Linked DNA regions of Mus musculus: regions 1, 2, 3, 4, 5 and 7 are each linked to region 6. Evidence: chromatin contacts called from public HiChIP or PLAC-seq and promoter capture Hi-C data. All regions are on one chromosome and are shown on one strand. Each heading gives the region's core, a stretch centred on a gene start, on an enhancer-like site or on the middle of the called end of the contact. The rest is flanking DNA. Distances are from core to core; before and after follow the strand shown.

Evidence for each region. Promoter capture Hi-C pulls out the DNA fragments that hold promoters and counts their contacts. HiChIP or PLAC-seq counts read pairs in DNA pulled down with a chosen protein or histone mark.
Region 1: a promoter capture Hi-C map of second pharyngeal arch cranial neural crest shows a contact between it and region 6. The contact joins the promoter of Arrb1 here to the promoter of Neu3 in region 6. A contact is called at or near these places in 21 of 39 promoter capture datasets (the 3T3-L1 cell line, 3T3-L1-derived adipocytes, the C10 cell line and 12 more), 1 of 115 datasets of contacts at active chromatin or transcription factors (bone marrow-derived macrophages) and 3 of 9 other capture datasets (adipose tissue, embryonic stem cells and liver).
Region 2: a contact with region 6 is called in a promoter capture Hi-C map of liver, with 2.2 times the contacts expected there. The contact joins the promoter of P4ha3 here to the promoter of Neu3 in region 6. A contact is called at or near these places in 2 of 39 promoter capture datasets (embryonic stem cells and liver).
Region 3: a contact with region 6 is called in a promoter capture Hi-C map of neural stem cells. The contact joins the enhancer-like site here to the promoter of Neu3 in region 6. A contact is called at or near these places in 4 of 39 promoter capture datasets (cranial neural crest, embryonic stem cells, hippocampal neurons and 1 more), 1 of 115 datasets of contacts at active chromatin or transcription factors (bone marrow-derived macrophages) and 2 of 9 other capture datasets (adipose tissue and liver).
Region 4: an H3K27ac HiChIP or PLAC-seq map of extraembryonic endoderm stem cells shows a contact between it and region 6. The contact joins the promoter of Gdpd5 here to the promoter of Neu3 in region 6. A contact is called at or near these places in 2 of 115 datasets of contacts at active chromatin or transcription factors (extraembryonic endoderm stem cells and trophoblast stem cells) and 2 of 9 other capture datasets (adipose tissue and liver).
Region 5: a promoter capture Hi-C map of the HPC-7 cell line shows a contact between it and region 6. The contact joins the promoter of Rps3 here to the promoter of Neu3 in region 6. A contact is called at or near these places in 26 of 39 promoter capture datasets (the 3T3-L1 cell line, 3T3-L1-derived adipocytes, the C10 cell line and 16 more), 5 of 484 Hi-C or Micro-C datasets (Th2 cells, bone marrow-derived macrophages, cortical neurons and 2 more), 23 of 115 datasets of contacts at active chromatin or transcription factors (the SCID.adh cell line, astrocytes, bone marrow-derived macrophages and 12 more) and 3 of 9 other capture datasets (adipose tissue, embryonic stem cells and macrophages).
Region 7: a contact with region 6 is called in a promoter capture Hi-C map of liver. The contact joins the promoter of Serpinh1 here to the promoter of Neu3 in region 6. A contact is called at or near these places in 5 of 39 promoter capture datasets (cranial neural crest, hippocampal neurons, liver and 1 more) and 2 of 115 datasets of contacts at active chromatin or transcription factors (extraembryonic endoderm stem cells and trophoblast stem cells).

Annotation. Positions count from the first base shown.
Region 1 is chr7:99,534,225-99,536,924 of GRCm38.p6, reverse strand. Arrb1 (arrestin, beta 1) reads right to left here and starts at 1,439. Exons shown (of 16, transcript NM_177231.2): 1 at 1,127-1,439. The coding sequence starts at 1,146.
Region 2 is chr7:100,284,172-100,286,871 of GRCm38.p6, reverse strand. It overlaps P4ha3 (procollagen-proline, 2-oxoglutarate 4-dioxygenase (proline 4-hydroxylase), alpha polypeptide III), which reads right to left and starts at 1,352. Exons shown (of 13, transcript NM_177161.4): 1 at 1,146-1,352. The coding sequence starts at 1,339.
Region 3 is chr7:99,557,955-99,560,654 of GRCm38.p6, reverse strand. All of the region lies in intron 1 of Arrb1 (arrestin, beta 1), which reads right to left. Among named protein-coding and RNA genes, the nearest start is that of Mir326, 7.0 kb to the right of the region's middle. Within about 2 kb of position 1,399, at least 38 of the 459 cell types and tissues checked have an H3K27ac peak or open chromatin away from gene starts, as enhancers often do. A contact at or near this core is called in neural stem cells, where this site is marked.
Region 4 is chr7:99,380,122-99,382,821 of GRCm38.p6, reverse strand. It overlaps Gdpd5 (glycerophosphodiester phosphodiesterase domain containing 5), which reads right to left and starts at 1,304. Exons shown (of 18, transcript NM_201352.3): 1 at 614-1,304.
Region 5 is chr7:99,482,360-99,485,059 of GRCm38.p6, reverse strand. Rps3 (ribosomal protein S3) reads left to right here and starts at 1,351. Exons shown (of 7, transcript NM_012052.2): 1 at 1,351-1,468; 2 at 2,360-2,490. The coding sequence starts at 1,439. It overlaps Snord15a (small nucleolar RNA, C/D box 15A), which reads left to right and starts at 2,128; the gene lies at 2,128-2,275.
Region 6 is chr7:99,826,982-99,829,681 of GRCm38.p6, reverse strand. Neu3 (neuraminidase 3) reads left to right here and starts at 1,265. Exons shown (of 3, transcript NM_016720.2): 1 at 1,265-1,524.
Region 7 is chr7:99,351,849-99,354,548 of GRCm38.p6, reverse strand. Serpinh1 (serine (or cysteine) peptidase inhibitor, clade H, member 1) reads left to right here and starts at 1,310. Exons shown (of 5, transcript NM_001111044.1): 1 at 1,310-1,496.

The sequences.
Region 1 (2,700 bases), core at 190-2,689, 290 kb after region 6:
ATACAACAGGGGCTTAATAAATAAATTAATATCAGAAGAAAGGAGGTAAAGGCAGAGGGAAGGACACAAACAGAAGAGTAATAAGGAAAGCAATGGTAAACGGCAGGTGCAGGGAGGCTAGAGGAGGGGCCAGAGAAGATGGCAAGGAGACTCTCAAGGGCCAGGAAGGTGAACCAGTCTGGTCATAAGGGTTGACCCCACGAGCTTCCCTGCCCCTCCCTAGCCCTCCTACTTTGACCTAGTTTCCATTTCGAGGGCCTAACCTTTCCTCTCAAGGCAAGCTCTACAAAACAGTTCCCGTCACCCTCCCTCAGCTACATGGAGCCCCTAGCTATGTGCTTTGGAGGACAGAGGGGAAGAAAGCCATGTGAATGGGGACCTGCCTTCCAGGTCTCAGAGCCTTCCACTCTGTGACCTGTGTTCCCGGCCCTGCTATGAGGAGTCAGAAGTGAGTGTATCCACTGCTCTGAGGATGTCAGTCCCTGCAGGCATTTTATGCCTTGCATGTGTGTGGTTAGCCTTGATGTGTCACTAAGACCTGTGGCCACATCGTGTCACGTCAGAGAGGGTTGACAGACTGCACGTACTAGCTTAGACCGTGCTTTGCAGCACCCAAGTGCCAGGCTACGTATGTCGGTGTATGCCCGCATGTGTGTAGCAACACGAGGGTGTTGTTAGAGCTGGTGCGTGTTCGAGTGGGACCTGTGTATGCTAACAGGACTGACAGCAAGAATGTGTTGACAGACTGGTGTGTGCGTGAGAGACCGTATGTGACGTCGTCGTGTCACAAATGCGAAGTGTGGCAACGACTGTCAGTGTGTGCCTGCAGAAGGGTGCTCATGTGTTTATGAGCTTGTGTGTTGTGTGTCAGCCTGCCCCAGAGCGTCCTGAAGTCTATCGACCAGGGCTGGGTGTGTGAGCTCGTCTCGGCCAGGAGCCGTGAACCCAATGGGGTGGCCCACCCTGGGTGCCTCGGTACACATGGTTCTGGCCAGAGAACCACACAAGAGACTTGGGAGGACAACAGAGTGCCAGATCCCGGGTGACGCTGACTGGAACCTCCGCCCGTGCCCTCGCCCAGGTCGTCCCCACGCGCGCGTGGGACAGGGCGGCCACCCGCACTCACCGTGTCCCTTTGTCGCCCATGGTCCGCGGCGGCCGCAGGGAGGTCCGCGGCGTCAGCGTCCAGGCTGGAAAATCCCCGGCCGCCAGGAGAAGCGCGGGCCAGCCCGCTCCCGGCTACCCCGCTCCGCCTCCTCCGCTGTCGCCGCCGCCGCCCCCGCCCGGGTCCCCGCCCGTCGCTCGAGCAGCACAGCGCCCAGGCCGCCGCCAGGGGCGTGGAGCGTGCGGGTGTGAGCGCGCGTGTATGCCTCCGTGCGCGGCTCTGCGTGTGCGCGCCCAGAGAGTGAGGGCTGCGTGGCCGGCCGCGGCTGGTCCACGGGAGCGCGTGCACGCAAGCGCGTGCCAGTGCTGGTGCGTGTGCACGGCTGTGCGCGCGAGCCTGTCGGGAGGTGGGGTGTGGAGAGAGAGAGAGAGAGAGAGAGAGAGAGAGAGAGAGTGTGTGTGTGTGTGTGTGTGTGTGTGTGTGTGTGTAGAGGTAGCACGTCTTTGTGCAGTTGTGTATGTGTGCTCACAGTCGTGGGTGCGAGCGCTCTCTCCCGCGCACGCCAGGACTGGCCTTTGTGTCTGCGGATAGAAGCAAGCGGAAAATCCGCAGACTTCAAGGCCCAGCCTCAGAGGCGCCCCTGTGTGAGGACAGCGAAAGATTCCAAAAGCCTAGCCAGGCCTTCGCCCTTTGCTCCACCCTCCCCACCCCCGCCCTTCTGGAGAGATACCACCCAACGACACAACAGGGACAGGAAGAAGGGGTGGGGGCGGGCAGCGGACTGCAATGCTGGAGAGCAGATGAGAGTGGAAAGGGGAGGGGCAGGCAGAAAGAGGAAGCAGTGAGAACAGGAGATAAAGAAGGGACCGAGAGCCAACTAGCTGGTGGCCTGTAGCATCTAGCATCATTGATATAGCACCCAGGCCTAGCTTAGGTGCCTGTAATGACTCTGGACACCACTCAGCCCATTTCAGGTCTATTGGCTGGGTCCTAAGACCAGCAGATGTCCTGTTCAATTGTTGAAGGAATCTGCTTGTTCTTGCGGGCAGACACCTGCACACAGCGGTGTCCAGCAGAGTCTACTGTCTGCAGCTTTCTTGGTATCCTTGGAAACCTTGACTTTCCTTACGTTTCCTACCCCTGGAGAAGTAGCCGGTGTGCAGTGGGAGGGTAGAGTTCAGAGGCTAAGAAGGGGTAGGAAAGGGTTTGAATCCATTTTCTCCTAGAAGGGATCTTGAGGCAGTGGGAGGAATGTAAGGTCCTCAGCCCCTCACTGCTGGAGTTTGACTAATTGGCACTGATAGGTCCCTAATATCGGAGTATTAACGATAGGAAAGGAAGCTATCATTTACTCTGATGCAATTGCGGGGTCTGGAAACATCTCCTGTAATTATGTTCAGAAGCAGTTACCTATGCTGTTTACATAGAGTGTGCTGTTTATAGAATTGGTAATAATATCCCAGGATAATGACTATAATTATGTCCAGATTGGGGAGGGGTGGGTAGAGGCTAATGGACAGGCAGGGTGGTCCACATCTGGGCAATGGTAAGAGCTAAGAGGAAGTGGATTAAGGTCTGTAACTTCACCTGCCCTT
Region 2 (2,700 bases), core at 103-2,602, 460 kb before region 6:
TTGAAGAGCAGACTGCAGGATTAAGCCAACCCTTACGAAACTGGCTGTCCTTCATGACCATTTCTTATAAACATTTGTGGGAGTGGAGCAGGGCGGGTTGGCATGGGAATGGATTTGAAATTTAAAGTTACTGGAAATCAAATGATGTGCTTCTGCTCTGTCTAGACAAGTTTGTAAGATCAATTGGATTTATGTGGAAACAACTGTGCCTTATAGTCCGTGGGCTTCTCAGTGTCCAAAGCAAAGAAGGCACAAGACATGTTGGTATCATATGCAAGCATTCCTTTTTCATCTTGGACACTGATTAGTGCTCTAAGTCCCACACTTTACAACAGTTTACCTTCCAGGATCTAACTCTACTTTGCTGACTGCATAAAAAATAATGTTGGCTGTGTGTTTGTGCACACTACTCCCAGTATTACCCCGTGTGAAGTAGTTTTTCACAGTGTTTTCTTTGGAGTCAGACATTTTCACATACATACAACCTCTCAGCTACTACTTACATTCAGAGAACTTTTACCCATGGAAAAAGAAATAAGAGCTATAATGGTCACCACAGCATTCTACTGTGTCAGCAGTAACTTGACAAGAAGTCCAAGGTCATTTGCTGCTTGACACAGTATTTGTGAGATCCAACTGGACTCTAGAATCTCCATGCTACCTACACTTTTTCACAGTGTATCAACTTGGACATGTGAAGGTGGATGGGGGGTGGTGTCACACCCCGGGGTGTGTGTTTGTGTGTGACAGAGACAGAGAGTGAGAGACAGAGAGACAGGGAGAGACAGAGAAACAGAAAGAGACAGAGACACGGACAAACACACATACATACAGACACATAGACACAGAGAGAGACAGAGACCGGAACAGAGAGACAGAGACACACACACAAAGAGGCAGAGAGACAGGCACAGAGACAAAGAGACAGACACAGACAGACAGACAGACAGACACAGAGAGTGAGAGAGAGGGAGAGAGAGAGAGAGAGAGAGAGAGAGAGAGAGAGTGACACAGAACTCCTCATTCCCCTTCAAAGTGTCTCAGGGTCCCCACCACATGACAGTTGGGTCTGGAAGTCACTTTGGGCCTCAGTTACTCCTCACCCTCAGTCGCTGAGCATCCCGGCTCCCTGGAGACGCCCTCACCTGGTCAAGTCGCGCAGCCGCGCCTCCTCGCCGCGCAGGTAGCGCCTCAGTGTCCCCAGCAGCCTGCGCTCGGGCGCCAGGGCGCGCGCCACGCTGGTCAGCGCGGAGAACGTGTCCTCCCGCCCCGTGGCCGCCGCGGGGTCTCCCCCGAGCGCCAGCAGCGCCAGCAGAGCCAGCCGCGCCCCTGGGCCCATCGCAGGGTCGCGCGTCCCTCCGCGCTCTCGCCCGGCGCCGCCCCGGCCCGCCCGCCCGCCCGCAGCCTTCCGTCGCCCGCCCTTGGCCGCCTCCGTCCCCTCAGCACTGAATTCCTTAGTGCCTGGCCCGCCGCTAACTCCACACTGATTCCACCGTGCCTGTCACATTTGGGGGAACTGAGGCGAGCGCGGGTGAGCAGTGATTTCTCTAGTTACAGCCGTGCTGAGCCATCATCCAAATTCCTCCTGTGGGACAGGGGAGGACACAAAAACCTCTGGATTATGAGGGGAACTCCAAAGGGTGACACAGCATGGTGACAGAAGTGCAGGTGGCTGGGGCAGAGGGGTAAAGTCTTCACAGAGGACAGGACCTCAGGTGATCTTGAAAGATGGCTAGGACTTACAGAAGCTGAAACTCTAGGATCGAGTCACTACAGAGTCACACAAAAATACCATCATTATATTCTACTAGGCTGCTTGTTTCTTTCACCCCGCTATCCCTTTTGCCCAGCAATGTTTATTCATTTACTCATTCATTTAAGTGTTCAGTAACATCTGTGCTATAGTAGGTGCAGATGCAGCCCGCTGCTCATAAAGGGAAATGGAAATGTAAACCACCATAAAAACACAAAATGGGCAACCACAGGCTGTGTGCAATGGGTGAGGACCTCATCCCCAAAGAGGGGCTTCCCCTGGCATGCTTTGATGGGGAGAGAGCTTCACAGAGTCAATGTGTGTAGTTCTAACAGTATCTTGACTTTAGGCCATCCTGGATTATCCTGGTGAGCTCAACGCAGTTGCCAAGGTCCTTTTAAAAAGGCAAAGAAAAAGCCGGGCGGTGGTGGCCCACGCCTTTAATCCCAGCACTTGGGAGGCAGAGAAACCCTGTCTCGAAAAACAAACAAACAAACGGCAAAGAAAGATACAGGACAATAACAGCCAAATCAGAGACTTGATGATGCTGTGTTGCGACTTTGAAAATGGATAAACGGTCTGTGAGTAACAGGTTGTAGGTAGCTTCTAGAAGGTTGAGAAGGCTGGGGGACAGATCTTTCCTAGTCTGCAGGAAGAACAGATCTGCCAATACCTTGATTTTATCTCGTGACACCTATTCGTTACGGTTTGAATTTGAAATGAACCTCACAGTTTCATCCTCTTGAATACTTGGTAAAAACCAAGCTATGGAGCTTTGGGGAAGTAGGGCTTACATACTCCACTAGGTTCACTAAGGCTTCACTGCTGGCCAGAGCCATCAGGTTTCTGTCTGCTGGATGTGAGCACCGGCCACATATGCTAGCCACCAGACGGGGCAAGACCTGCCAACACACCTTCCTTTTCATGATGGGCTCCAGGAGTCAAAG
Region 3 (2,700 bases), core at 150-2,649, 270 kb after region 6:
CATAGTTTCCTTGATTTTGTTTGGTTTTATTCTATTTTGTGATGGGCTCTTACTGTGGAGCCCTAAGCAGCCTGGAATTTGCTATATAGACCACTATGGCCTCATACTGGTTATCCTCCTGCCTGTCTCCCAAGTGTTGGAATTAGAGATGTGCATCACCGCACCTAGCTCACTTACCGTTTGCATATTTTTGTTTTGAGACAAGGTCTCAAGTAGCCCAGGCTGACTTTGATCTCCTTACTGCCATGCCTACAACCCCCGAGAGCTCACTCAGGTGATGGCCATACACCCCTAACCCACACCCACTGTGCTACACGGAGCAGGTTTTGGAAGGGGAAGAGCGCAAGCCCTTCTTAGCATGCTTCTTTTGAATGTGGTAAGGACAGTCCCTGGTACCACTGGAAGGAAGCCAGTGGGTGCACCCTGAGGTGGGCAGGAGGCAGGGGAGATACAGGGCCTTAGAACCACTCAGAATCCTGGGTGGGGAGATGTGAGGACACCTGAAGAAGACTTTGCAGCCAGGTGACTCTGTGTCAGTTTTCACCACTGAGGGTAAACAAGGGTTGGCAACTGAAGTTGCAGGAAGAGAAGCCCAAACAGAAATCTTCAGGAGTGGACAGAGCACGGAGCAAGATTGTTCTGTCCTACAGAGCTAATGTCCCACTGAGCCTCAGTGACTGTGGACCAGCATAGGGAAGTGAGACAGGAACAGCCTCACCTGAGGAAGACAGGGACCCTGTTCTCCATCGCTGCTGGCCAGGCAGAAACTACATTCTTCACCCCAATTCTTACCCTGGCTGCCAAAGGGCAGTCCCCAAAGCAGTTCACTTCTTATCAATCAAGTCTCAATAGGCATGAGAGCTCAGGTCTTCCCGGCTCAGGAAATGGAAGCGGTTGACCCTGCAGCCCTGCTAAGGACGGGGGTGGCTGGGTGGCACCCGAGCCCTTCCCCCTCTAAGCTTGCTGCTCTCTTCCTCAACAACATCAAGTGCTTCTCAGGACCTCTAGCGACGACCCCTGACACCCTGTGAACCTCAAGTCTCTGCACTCTCTAGTCAGCCCCGGCCAGGGCTCATAACAGCAGCAAAAGCCCCAGGCCCAACTCCTCTCTGTGCTGTTGCAAGGGCGGGAAGATCGAGAACTGCTGAGACCAGTCTGAACTGTCCATACAAGGCAAAGAAACCAACGCTCAGGTTTTGCTGCAGGCCTCCTCGCGCAGGCCTCCCCCACCCTCCCCCGCCAGGTCCCCAGCTCCCTAGCCTAGTACATTTCAAAGCCATTGAGAAGTCCTGCTGTGTCCCAAGGGAGGCGCCTGCTTAGCCAGAGCTGGAGAAGCAAAGGACAAGGGCTTTTCATCAATAGCCGAAGCTGCAGGTGCAGCGGCTGACTCTTCTCAGGATGCAAGGCGTTCCGAGAGCCGGCTCTGAGTCACGCATGCAGCTGTCTCTCCAGAACCCTGCCTGCCCCAGCCCTGGCTCCCTGTGGGTGCCCAGCAAATGAACAAGCAAATAAAACCATGAATGAGTGATAATAACAGCTCCTGATGTGGCATCCTTTCAAATATTAACTCATTTATTCCTCAGGAAAGTGTTAAGATTCTCATAATAGAAGACTCAAATTTCCATAATAAAAACTATATTATTCCCACTTTCTAGGCAGAGAAACTAAAACAAATACATGATAAGAAACCCAAACCAGGATGACAAGGCTTTGTCTAAAACTATTAAGGTTTTTATTTTTATTTATTGCTTTAAAGACTTATTTATTTTATGGATATGAGTACACTGTAGCTGTCTTCAGACACACCAGAATAGGGCATCGGATCCCATTACAGATGGTTGTGAGCCACCATGTGGTTGCTGGGAATTGAACTCAGTACCTCTGGAAGAGTAGTCGGTGCTCTTAACCGCTGAGCATCCCTCCAGCCCGTGGTTTTTATTTTTAAGATTTAAAAAATCTTATTTATGGCTGGGCAATGGTGGCACATGCCTTTAATCCCAAAACTCAGCAGACAGAGGAAGAGGCAGATCTCTCTGAGCTCGAAACCAGCTTGATCTACAGGGTAAGTTCCAGGACAGCCAAGGCTACACAGAGAAACCCTGTCTCTAAAACAGAACATATCTTGTTTATGTGTCTGTACGTACATGTCTGTGTGAGTGTATTGCGCATGTGTGTGCAGGTGTCCGAGGGGCATCAGATCCCTGGGGGCTAGAGTTACAGAACTCTGTGAGCCAACCAACTCCAGTTCTCATGGCTGAACAGCAAGTACTCTTGACCACTGAGCCATTTTTCCAGCCCCTGAGAATTGTTATGGTTTGGACATGACTTGAGCATTTCCCCCTAGCACCCAGGTCCTGAGGCCTGTTCCTAGTGTGCTGGCATCGAGAGGTGATTGACCTTTAAGAGGTGGAGCTGGCTGGGAGTATAGCTCAGTGGTAGAATATTTGCCTTGCATACATGAAGCCTAGGCTCAAGCAAAAGGAAGGTAGGGAAAGAAAGAAGCCAGCAGAAGTCAGCTAAGCGGCTGGGGGAACTGCCCTCCGGAGGGAATAAGGCAGATATCATAGGTCCGTTCTTGAAAGAGTGAGGTGTGGGCTATGGAGACAGCCCAGTCAGCTGGGAAAGCAGACAGACCCATGTGAAAAAGGTCTGCAGTGGTCCGGCACTGTAGGTTCAGACAGATAGTTCCCTAGAGCTCAC
Region 4 (2,700 bases), core at 55-2,554, 450 kb after region 6:
ACATTAACTATGGGAAGCAGGTTGTCCCTCCAGCCCGGACCCCGGGAAGAGATCTTTTGGAACAGGGAAGCCCTGCCTTCAACGCAGGTTCACCTTTCCTGGGAGGTGGCATGCCCATGACCCAAGAGTGGCTGGTAAGAAGGACCTCTTCGGCTTCAGGACCAGTGCCTGGATTTCGATGCCCCAGAGGCCCCCACCCTGCCAAGCTCTCACGTGCATGCAGGCTATCCACTTCTTTTCTTCTCCCCTCCCTCTTTGCTCTTTCTCTCTTTATCTTCTCCCTTCTCCCCAGTCTAATCCTCAACATGGAAGGCAGAGGACCTCAACCCTGCCACGCCTCAGTTTCCCCAACTGTCTGCGCCCATAACAATACACAATAGCTTTTATCTCGGGGTTGCTATGAGCTTTGGATAAGGAACGACTTGTGCAAGGGCGGGGCTCGGACCTGCACACAATGGGCACTCAATAAGTGCGGGCTTCTCTCTACTATCTTTCGCGCGCCCTCTCCTAAACAGTTCACTCTCTGCCCGTGTCCCCTCCACGCCCTCCGCTGACCCGGGCCCTGCCTCTAAGGCTCCCGGGACTGCTCCCGCCGCGCATCCGGGGCTCTCACCTGCAACCTCCGCTCGCTGGAGACTGTGGCAGGAGAAGCCCCTGTGTTCCCCTGGGAGCAAGCACCCCAAGATCCTTAACCTAGGGCGGAGAAAGGTGGCAGCTTCGACTCGCCCAGGGGTTCGGTCCGACTGTTCTGCCTGCTTGGGACCCCTCACGGTGCGCTGGACCCGGGCGGTGCCAGTACAGTTTCAAGTCCGGAGCAGTTCGGTCCAAGGCAGCTGAAGATTTGGTTCTCCAGGAGCTGGAGGCCGGTGGGCGTCCCGGCTCCTCTACACTCAAGTCCCAGAGCTGGGGCCACCTTGCGCCGACCAGGGGGCGGAGGACACTCCAGCAGAGATGGGTCAGTATGATGGGGCCGAGAACGTCCCGTCTCGGAACTCCGGATCAAGGCCGGGGCTCGAACGTCCCAGCAGCTCCAGACCACGGGGCTAGGAAAGTCCAGGCGCGGAATGCGGGGCTCGGACAAGCAGGGCAGGGCAGGGCAGGGCAGGCGGAGCGCCAGCGGCCGGAGCAAGGCGAAGAAGTCTGCCCAGGTCCCGACGCCGCTCACTCTGCAAATCTGGGCGGACCTGTGCCGGCAGCGGACTCCAGAGCTCCGGGCCGCCGCTCCACTTCCTCCTCTTACCGGCTCCCCGCTCACCGCTTGCTCAGCCTCGCGCCGCAGCCTCTGCTACTGCCGCTGTCACCCTAGCCGCCCACCCCCACCCGAGCTGCAAACCGAGCCGAGCCGAGCCGAGCCGAGCCGAGCCCTGCCGAGACAGCTCCGGAGCGCCTGCGAGCTTGGCCCCTCCCCTAAAGGGTGGGACCAACAGAAACCCCGCCCCTGGCCGGGCCGGGAGCAAAGGCGGGGCGTGAGAGACACTGCTAGGCCGGTCCCCGGCGCAGTTGGGCAGCAAGAGCCAATGGGAGAGTGGAAGAGGGGTGGAACTCTGCTGAGCGTGGTCTGGTGCCGCTGGAGAAGGACAATGAAAGCTGCGCGTAGCAAGCGAGCCAGCCGCCTGGAGATCAAGATGGTGGGCTCGGGGGCCTGGGTTGACTGTGACTGAGCACGAGGCCAGCAGTGGGAAAGGGCGAAGCATGGAGGAGGCGAGGTTAGGACTGGGATGTCCCTGGATGGCGGAACCTGGGGCGTAGCGTGATACAGCCAGCCTCTTGCTCCTCCCCGCTGCTAGGGCTCCTTGCACTGAGTAGCATTTGGGAGCAGTGCAAGGCTCTGATTTTAGGAAGCGATGCAAAAAAGTTTGTAAAAATAAAAAGCAGATCTGTTTCCCACACTTCCCCTTTCCCAGAGTTCTGCGGCTCAGGGAGGAACGTCGTTATCAGTTTCAAAAATATGAGCGGAGGTGTGTGAGGACAGCTCACTTCGAATCGTGACTTCTGTCGGCTGTGCACCTTCCCCACCCCTCCCTGTCTTTGAAGTATCCAGCGTCCTGTGTGAGGCACCGAACAGGAGTGAAGGGTTTGATATATGAATGAGTGTTGCGAGTGCGCGTGGGCAGGGCTTAAGTCACTAATTGGCTTGGGGAGCCCTAGGATGAGGCAGCCCAGCCCAGGTTCATCTGCAAGCCTCAAATCAATTTTCTGCGTGAAACCCCTTTGTCACTGCTGTGGACCAAGACTGTAGGGGGCGCATGGTGTTTTCCAGATTGCTGTTGCTGGTATAGGATTCTATCCACCAACTCTGTGACATTCCTGGACTAGACTGGCTCTGGAAGATGGCTTTAGCCTCCTAAGGCGATGCCAAGGTCATCCTTGACTACACAGTGAATGGAAGCCAGTGTGAGCCTGTCTCACAAGACATAATAATACCACCTTAAAGAAACTCAAGACACTGCAACTTGACAGTCGAATGAGTGAGGAACCACATGGGCTTAGAAGACCAAAGGAATGGCTTTCCTGACAGAAACAACAGCACTTACAAAGGACACCTCCAGAGATCTCTGCCTCGTATTGGTTAGCAGAGGCTTCCCTGAGCAGGTTACAGGCAAACTGAGGTCAAAAAAAGCTAGCAAGGTTAGTAGGAGTTGACCGTGCTCCTGAGAAATCCTGGCAGCAGTAGAGCAAAAGTCAAAGTGGGAGATTCCA
Region 5 (2,700 bases), core at 102-2,601, 340 kb after region 6:
GGCTGTGGTGCACTAGAAATGGAGAAACAGCTTCATCAGGTGACAGACCAGTCTGACTCTGTCCCATGATTAGAAGCCATCTTGTTACAAGGTCAAAATAAGTTCATTCCTGTTTTCTGTAACACTTGGGTTTGATCCTGTCGTCAACCCATTTTCTGGAATTTGACATGTTCCATACTCCATTATACCCTGACTTCCACCCTGATAAGATGTTCTGCCAAGTTCCTGTGTAGCCAACATTCCCCTGGAAATCTCTCTTCCCTTGGAAACCACCTAGTCTTAGAAATTTTGAGTTATATAAATTCCACTTCTATGTTTGATGCTATTCTTTAAAACTCCACTTTAGGGAGATAGCCCTGTCTGATAGAAAATAAAACTTGCTTAATTTGTCTAAAAGAGTTTAAGTAATAGTTTTTACTTTTGTTCCGTGGGATTAATACAGGGTGAAACAGACTCCCGTGTTTCCAGTGTGAAGTGAGCCACACACTGCAGTACAAGTTATATCAGCAGGTTCTGCCTCTGGGCAATGAACTTTTGCTTGTGTGGACATCAGGGTCTGTGTGAAGGGAAGGTCCTATGGCCTAGATTTATACTATTCAACAGTCTGTCCCCGAAGCCCTGGTGCTTTATTATTTTGACAAGCCCCTGCTGCTGGTATTCCACCCTGCTGCGAGTCAAAAAAGTTCCTGTCTCGGAAAAACAAAACAAAACAAAACAACCAAAAAATAAAATTTTTTTTTCCCACAGGTTCTAGTGGAGGTGCTCACTACCAGAAATCCTACAAATAAGCCCATCTCATGGATCAGGGTTTACCTTTGTAATAATATTAAATCTGTGTGCATGTGCGCACGCATGTGTTTTATGCTTGCATATATGTATACGCAGCCATGGTTTTCTACTGTCCCACTCACTCTGTAACTTACTGAGCCATCCAGCTGGTCCTCTAAATACATTTCAATGAAAGTTTTCATTAGCGTGAACGTGAAGGTGGTAAAATCTGTTAGTGTGTGCTTATGCCTGTGGTTTGCACCTCTAGTCTGAAGGTTGCTCTTTTCAAATTTTTTATTTATTTACGTTTTTACTTTTGAGTCAGAAACTCATAAAGGCCAAGCTGGCCTCGAATTCGCTATGTAGTCAATGATGACCTTAAACTTGTGACCCTCTACTTCGTTAGTGCTGGAACCCCAAGCTTGCTGAGTACAGAGCACTTTCAGACCGGAACTAGATGTCTACTTCCTGTTCCGCCTACATTACAGGTTGCTAGGTTACACCCCCCCTACGCCGTTTTAGACGCAAAACTTCATTTCCCATGCAAAACTTCATTTCCCATGAACACTTGCAAGGGTCGCCGCGCTGCGCGGCGTCATTGCTCCCGCCCTATATACCTACTTCCGCCCGCGAGCCACTTCCTTTCCTTTCAGCGGCGCGCGGCTGCAAGATGGCGGTGCAGATTTCCAAGAAGAGGAAGGTAAGCGTCTGGGCCCGGTTCGGGAGTCCGCCGCGGGTTCTACAAGTGCCAGGGAGGCCTGTGGCTCCGTGATCAGTCCTGTGGAGCGTCTGGGGCCGCCTGCCGTCTCTTCGAGCCTCGGATGGCCGTAGATTGTGTATTGGGCCGGAGCCGGGCGAGTGCTGTGTGCCTGGGCAAGGGAGGGACAAACTCCTCGAGTTCTGGACCGACTCGAACACCGGGCGCCTCCAGTTCCGGACTAGACACCTTTGAGCGTTTCTTGGTCTCCATAATAGTAATCCTGTGGCACAGTTAGAGGGCGTGTGCCATCAGATCTAGTCCAGTTTCTTTAGTAAGTGAAGTTTAGCAGTCCCTTCTCTTAGTCGCGTGATCCTGCAAGTGGCCATAGTTGAAAGCCTACTTACTGACTGCTGCCGTGTTCACTCGGGACCCGGAGCTGCAGCGTCCCTGTGGTTATCATTTCATGGGGGAAAAGTGTGCAGGTTGCCAGGTTTAGAAATAGATGGTCTGTCGTTTGTGCTTATGCACACAGATGATAAACCTGTTTTGAGTCAGGATTCCTCTCCTATCCGAGGTACAACTTACAGTCCCAGCTGTACATGTGCTACTTGGAGACAGATTTTTCTTTGTCTCTTGGGTGTAGATTATGCCGTAGAGCCCTTCGATGAAGAGGTGATGACGAGTCTGAGTAGGAAGTGTTGTCTTTGTCCAAGATGCCTCACTATGCTGCGTTCTGTGGCACAGCTGAAAGCACTGTGGTCAAAAGAAACTTCCTAAAGATGACCAAGAGGCATTTGTCTGAGAAGGGTTGCTGCTTTTCTGTAGGGCCATTGGGCTTGCTCTGACTAACCCTGTCTTCACCTCAGAGGTAACTTGTTTCCTTTGGTTCAGTTTGTAGCTGATGGCATCTTCAAAGCTGAGCTGAATGAATTTCTCACTCGGGAGCTGGCTGAAGATGGCTACTCTGGAGTTGAAGTCCGAGTTACACCAACCAGGACAGAAATCATTATTTTAGCCACCAGGTAGAAATACCATTGATTGTCACCTGTAAATACTGTGTGTACTGAGATGCTGTGTAAACTTGGGCCAACCAAGCAGTAAATCTGGCCTCAGTGGGTGTAACTGCTTTGTTAGAACTGCATTTGGGAAGAACTTACCTTCCATTTAACGTGTGTGCTGGCGTTGTGGTGGGCGGCAGGTGGGATCTTGAGTAAATGGTTGCGCTTCCCCTC
Region 6 (2,700 bases), core at 16-2,515:
AACAAAAAAAATGAGTTTCAATTGTTTCTCTCCATGTGAGTTCTACTTCTGAGTATCAAGTTCACTTCAAAGAAAGAAGACCCCATATTCTTACACTGGAACTAGAGGAGGCAGCCATTTGGGAGAGAAACTCCTAACATGACTGGGATGAAATAAAAGGAAGTCACTTTGCTCCTTGGTGGACAGGGCCCTGCCCCCTGGCATCCTCACAGGCAGAGGAGGAATGGGGTCCGGCCGAATCGGCCCTGCTGTGCTGCTTTCTATCTTACTGTGGTTAGACCCACACTTGGGGGTGTGATTTCTTATATTATAAGGTGAAGGGTGCTATCATACATCTTACTATTATAAGTCAAATACAAGTCACTCCCCACAGGGTAATGCCACTATGCTAAATGTCCTAGTTCATTATGTTAACCTGGTACATAAGGAACCACTGTGAATTTTGATACCAATGTACTCCACATCTTGGTTTTTATGTTTGTTTGTTTGGGTTTTTGTTTTGGTCGTGACTTTTTCATTTTCTTTTTAGTCTCCTCTGGTAGCCTTGTTGACCTGATGGGTTTTGTTTGTTTGTTTGTTTCGGTTTGTTTTTTTGTTTGTTTGTTTGTTTGTGTTGTTGTTGTTTTTTTTTAACAGTCATTTTTAGCTTTCTTTGTCCCCACCCCTGGCTGATCTCTTAGATGCTGCAGTGTGTCAAGAGGGGCCTTTTCCTCTTTTGATTTTGGTAGGTGGGGAAGAATGGGATGGTCCTTGCGTGTGATTGTGAAACAAGAGAATGGATTCAGTACTTGGTGACAGATACATGTATGTAAATGTGTGTAGACAATATACAATAAGTTATCGAAGGTACAGGAGAGTGAACCTAGGACGTTGCACCTGCTAGGCGAGTGCTCTGCCACCTAACTGGTTTCTCGGCTCTGTTTATACTTTTTTTTAAAAATCTTGCGAGAAGGGCAATTGTTCAGGGTGGCCTTAAACTCATTTTGTAGTCCAGACAGATGAAATTTAACAGTCTCTACCACACTAGCAAAGTCCACAGCCCCGCACCACCAGGCCCTGATAAATATATACATTTTGGAACCTTTTGCAAGGAGAATGTCCAGTGCTTTGTGTGAAAACACCCCCTTCCACCTTTTATCTTTTTAGGAGTCCCCTCTGAGCCTCGGAACCTTTGTTCGACAATTAGACTGTCTAGGGAAGTTTTAGGCGGTGATACCTTCCACAGACCAATCGTTAAGGGCGTGGAGAAGCAAGCAGGGCGGGCACTGCGCGGTGAAGGGGCGTGGCCTGGCCGGGGAGGTTGACACCCAGACGCTGCTCTCAGTCCTCTGGCGCCTGCTCCCCAGCGCATTCCTTCTGCTCCTGGGATATTTGTCTCATTACTGCCAGTTCTTGCGCAGCGGTCACTGGGTTCGTTTCAGCGTCTGTGGTTTCTGTCGCTGTTATCCAGTCTCCATCGCCCCAGCTCAGCTTCAGGCCTTCTTCCGAGACTCCACGGGAGAGCCCAGAGAGCCTCCGGAGCCGGTGAGCTGGGGTGAGAGTCACCCGGAATTCGGCCGGGGACTGTGGGGACCTGCATCAGGAAGGAAGACTGAGTCAGCCAGAATCAGCTAGGACCATTCTACTTTTGCTTTCTTCCATCTAAAGCCAAACTTCAGCTGTAGTTTAGAACTGTGGGAACAAACCGAGACTGTGAAGTCTTCTTACTATAGAGGAGTTGTGGGCGACCAAAAAGGTTCCAAGGTGGAATGTTTTTGATACTAGATTTGCAACTGAGTGGTCTCCCCTAAGTTTTCCTCTTCAAACAAGGCTGACTTCAGAAGTCGTGCTAAACTGTACTCTCCCCAAGAAAGAGAATAGAGAGGACTTGGTTGGAAGGTGAGAGAGTATGGAACAGTAATTAATAATCAGAATTATCTGCTAAAGCAAACAACTCCAAAGCAGACCTGTACTAGATTCTTCTCAGCCCCTAGTTCTGAGCACATAGTTTGGGTGAATCCTTTAGGTGTGACCAGGCCACTGTGTTACCACTGTCATCATTATTATTAGAATAATCATAGTGAAAATTAATGACAATTTAATTGTTGAGGTGATGGCAGAACCAAAACTGAATTGTAAAAAGGTCAGCATTCACAATAATTAAAGACATCAATTTGTATAGTGCCTTAACGTTTATAAAGCATTTTTGAATGGTCCTGATAAGTACACATTACTAACCTTTAACAAATGAGAGCCAGTCATGGGGCCTGGCTCCTGTTAATCCAAGCACTCAGGAGGCTGGGGCATGAGAATCACAAGTTCAAGACCAGCCCAGGTGCTAAGAGGAGGTTGTAATTGATAGAATAATGCAGTGCTTAATGATGGGGCTTGGTACTGAGAACACAACAATGATGTGGTTTCATTGTGAGAACTTCATCAGTGTGTATGCACATCGTATGGCTCAGCTAGGCTGTATGGAGAATATATATATATATATATATATATATATATATATATATATATATATTCCATATATATGCCTATTGCGGCTGGAGCCATGATGAGTGAAACATGAAATGAAGTCAAACACAAGAAAAAATGGTGTCAAGAGATTCTGAAAGCATGGATTGTGTGAGGCTGCTGCCAGCTAAGGTAATATGCTGTTTCACTGTAAATGTTTGTAAGTTTGTATTCCAAGATAATAACAAAGTGTAGTCTAAT
Region 7 (2,700 bases), core at 61-2,560, 480 kb after region 6:
TCAGCCCGAAGTGGGGAAGGCTGGGGGTCCATTCCCTCCCCCACTGTTCTCTATAACTGCAGAGAACTCATCTTTTGGGATGCTGAGTGCAAGGATACATCTGTTCCACAGGCTCTGCATCTGGGAGAAAGAAAATACTTATGAGTCTGTTGATTGAATGTGAGTGAATGCATACAGGGTCTCTCTGGGGCTGGGGCTGGGGCTCAGTGGCAGGATGCTTTCTTTCCTGGTTTTCCTGAGGATCTGGGTTCCAGCCCCAGTGCACTGAAAAGAGGGGGAAAAGCCTCTCACTCCACCTCCTCTCTAGTGATGTCCATCTGTTGTCTGTCATTCCACTATCAGAAGATAGGAGGATCCTAAAACAACAGGCCTCACCTACTGAATTCCCCACTAGCTGCACACACCCCTCACAAAGGAGGTCCTGAAGGCAGGGACTTTGCCCAGTTGTGCAGATTTGTGCATGACACTAGAATAGTAAAGAATACTATCAGTTAACTCAGGGCTCAAGAAGCTATCTCAGTGTAAGAGGTGGGGTGGGGCGGGAGAGCCTGAGATAGTGAGACCCTGAGCCCCAAGAGGCAATGGAGATAGGGAGGGAGGGAAGGAGATAGCAGGGATGACCCATTTGAGACGGAGAAAGGGGCAGTTAGGACTTAACATCAACCAAGGGTACTGGCCCAGAAGGAAAGTCACACAATGCTGTATTTAATTCATCCAGGATGTTCCCTGCTGTATACTACTTCATGTCCAGTGGAACCACCTAGGTGTCTGTCTGAAATCAGTTCAAGACTTGGTTGCCAGGGTGAGGGTCCAGCTAGAATTCTCAGGGCCTCTCCTCCCCAGGGATGTTTCAAGGGTGAACCCTGGTTTGGAGAGGGACCCCTGCCTCTGACTTTTTCCTAAGGCAAAGGAGAGGGCCCCTGACTAAGGAGTAGCATCAGGGGTCCCTGATTAAAGCTTGATAACAGTAGGCAATGGATCTACTGGGGCAGAGCAGGGTCATGTGGGGCAGAAGGGATATGTGATCAGAGCAGGCTTGTGTGGGCAACCCCGAGAAGACGACAACTCCAGTCCCCGAGCGCAGGACTTTGGAGCCTGTCTGCCTTCAGTTCACTCTCGAGTCTAAACCCTGCTTTTCCACGTCCAGGACCGCGGAATCCCAAGAATGCCCTGGCTCCCAAGGTCTAGCTGGTGCGGGAGGAGAGTCCCCTCTACCTAGTAGGGCGAGGGGGCAGTAGGACCCAGGGGCTGGGAGAGAGCCCGCAGGCACAGGGGCGGGAGCCAGGGTGGTTTGGGGGAGGTCTTTGGCTTTTTTTCTCCTCTCCGAGCCACGGCGCCCTCCGGAAGCGTTTCCAACTTTCCAGAAGTTTCTTGGGACAGGCAGGAGGGGGTGGGGCCAGCCATATATAGATCCAGGGCCCGGGGCAGTGAGCTGAGCAGAGCCTGTCTGAGGAGCGATTGCCCTGTCGGTCCCGGAGCAGCCCAGCCCGGCCCAGGTGAGGGGCGGGAGCGGCCGGGCGATTTGGGGTTGCGCATTGGCCAAGGGGGAACGGATCGCTCCAAAGCTTGGGGTCCTGACACAGGTGGGCAGTGAAAGATCGGACTTGGAACTGTCACTTGCCTGGGTTCCCTGGAGCTGCGGTCTAGTACGCGGACTGCCTGGTAAAGTACGGAGAAGTCTCAGCTCGGGGAAGGTTAAAGGTGGTGAGAGGGAATGCGTAGAGCTGGGACTAAATGCTGGTGACCTTCTGCACAACTGAGAGGGGAGGGGAAAGACCTGACTGTCCCATCGTCCACGGGGAAGGGCCAGCTCTGCAGTCCCTAACTCAGGAGTGGAGGCCCAGGGACCCGCAGTGATTGATCCCAGACCAACCTCCCCACAGGCTGTGTAGGGGCCTCTGAACCTAGCACAAGAGGTGTAGACTTGGTGTCTCATCTCTAGCTGTTAAGGACCCCCTTGCTTTGGGGAGCAGTCGCTTTTTAATCAGTATCCTATGTGGAAGGTGGCCGGACTTGACCAATTAGTTCTGCTTTCACCTCACCCGAAAGGGGTGTCGTCAGGGTCCACAGGCCCTGGGTGACTTGAGTCACCCTGGTCCTTCCGTCCACCCATCTGGTTCCTGCAGGGCGAGGACTTCCTCTGAGGCTTTGAGGTATCCTGCCTCCAGCTTGGGGGACATTCCTGAGCCTCCAGACGAAAGGAAGAAGGCATCCATTCCCTGTATGGTCTAACGGCCTAGCTATCAACTTCCTGTGCTTCCTTCTGGGCCCTTTGGCATCCAGGGCACGCATGGAGGCCCTTGGAAAACTGGGGGCTTTGGTTGCCTGGAAGTAAGGCCGAGGCCACACCCTACTCTCTGATAGTTCTGTACCCATCCCCCATTTCCGTCTGGTCCTTTGTCTCTCTCCGAGGATTCCCTGCCGAGGTGTTTTTGTAGTGGGTTGCTGTGTAACAGGACTCCACAGTGGTCGGCCTGGGAGCTTTGCTGAAGGCAGAGCCCCCGGGAGAAAGCCTGACCTGCTTGAGCCGAAGAGGCCCAAGCTGGGCCCTGGTTTCTGCCTCTGCAAAAGAGGTCATCCACCTCCTTACTCCGGGTACCCACTGGGGACTGGGCCCGACCGGCCTCTGCTCCCCACGTCTCTAGGGGTTCCCATTTCTTCACTCTTCTGTTTTCTTTCAGAATGAAAAAGGCAGGCAAT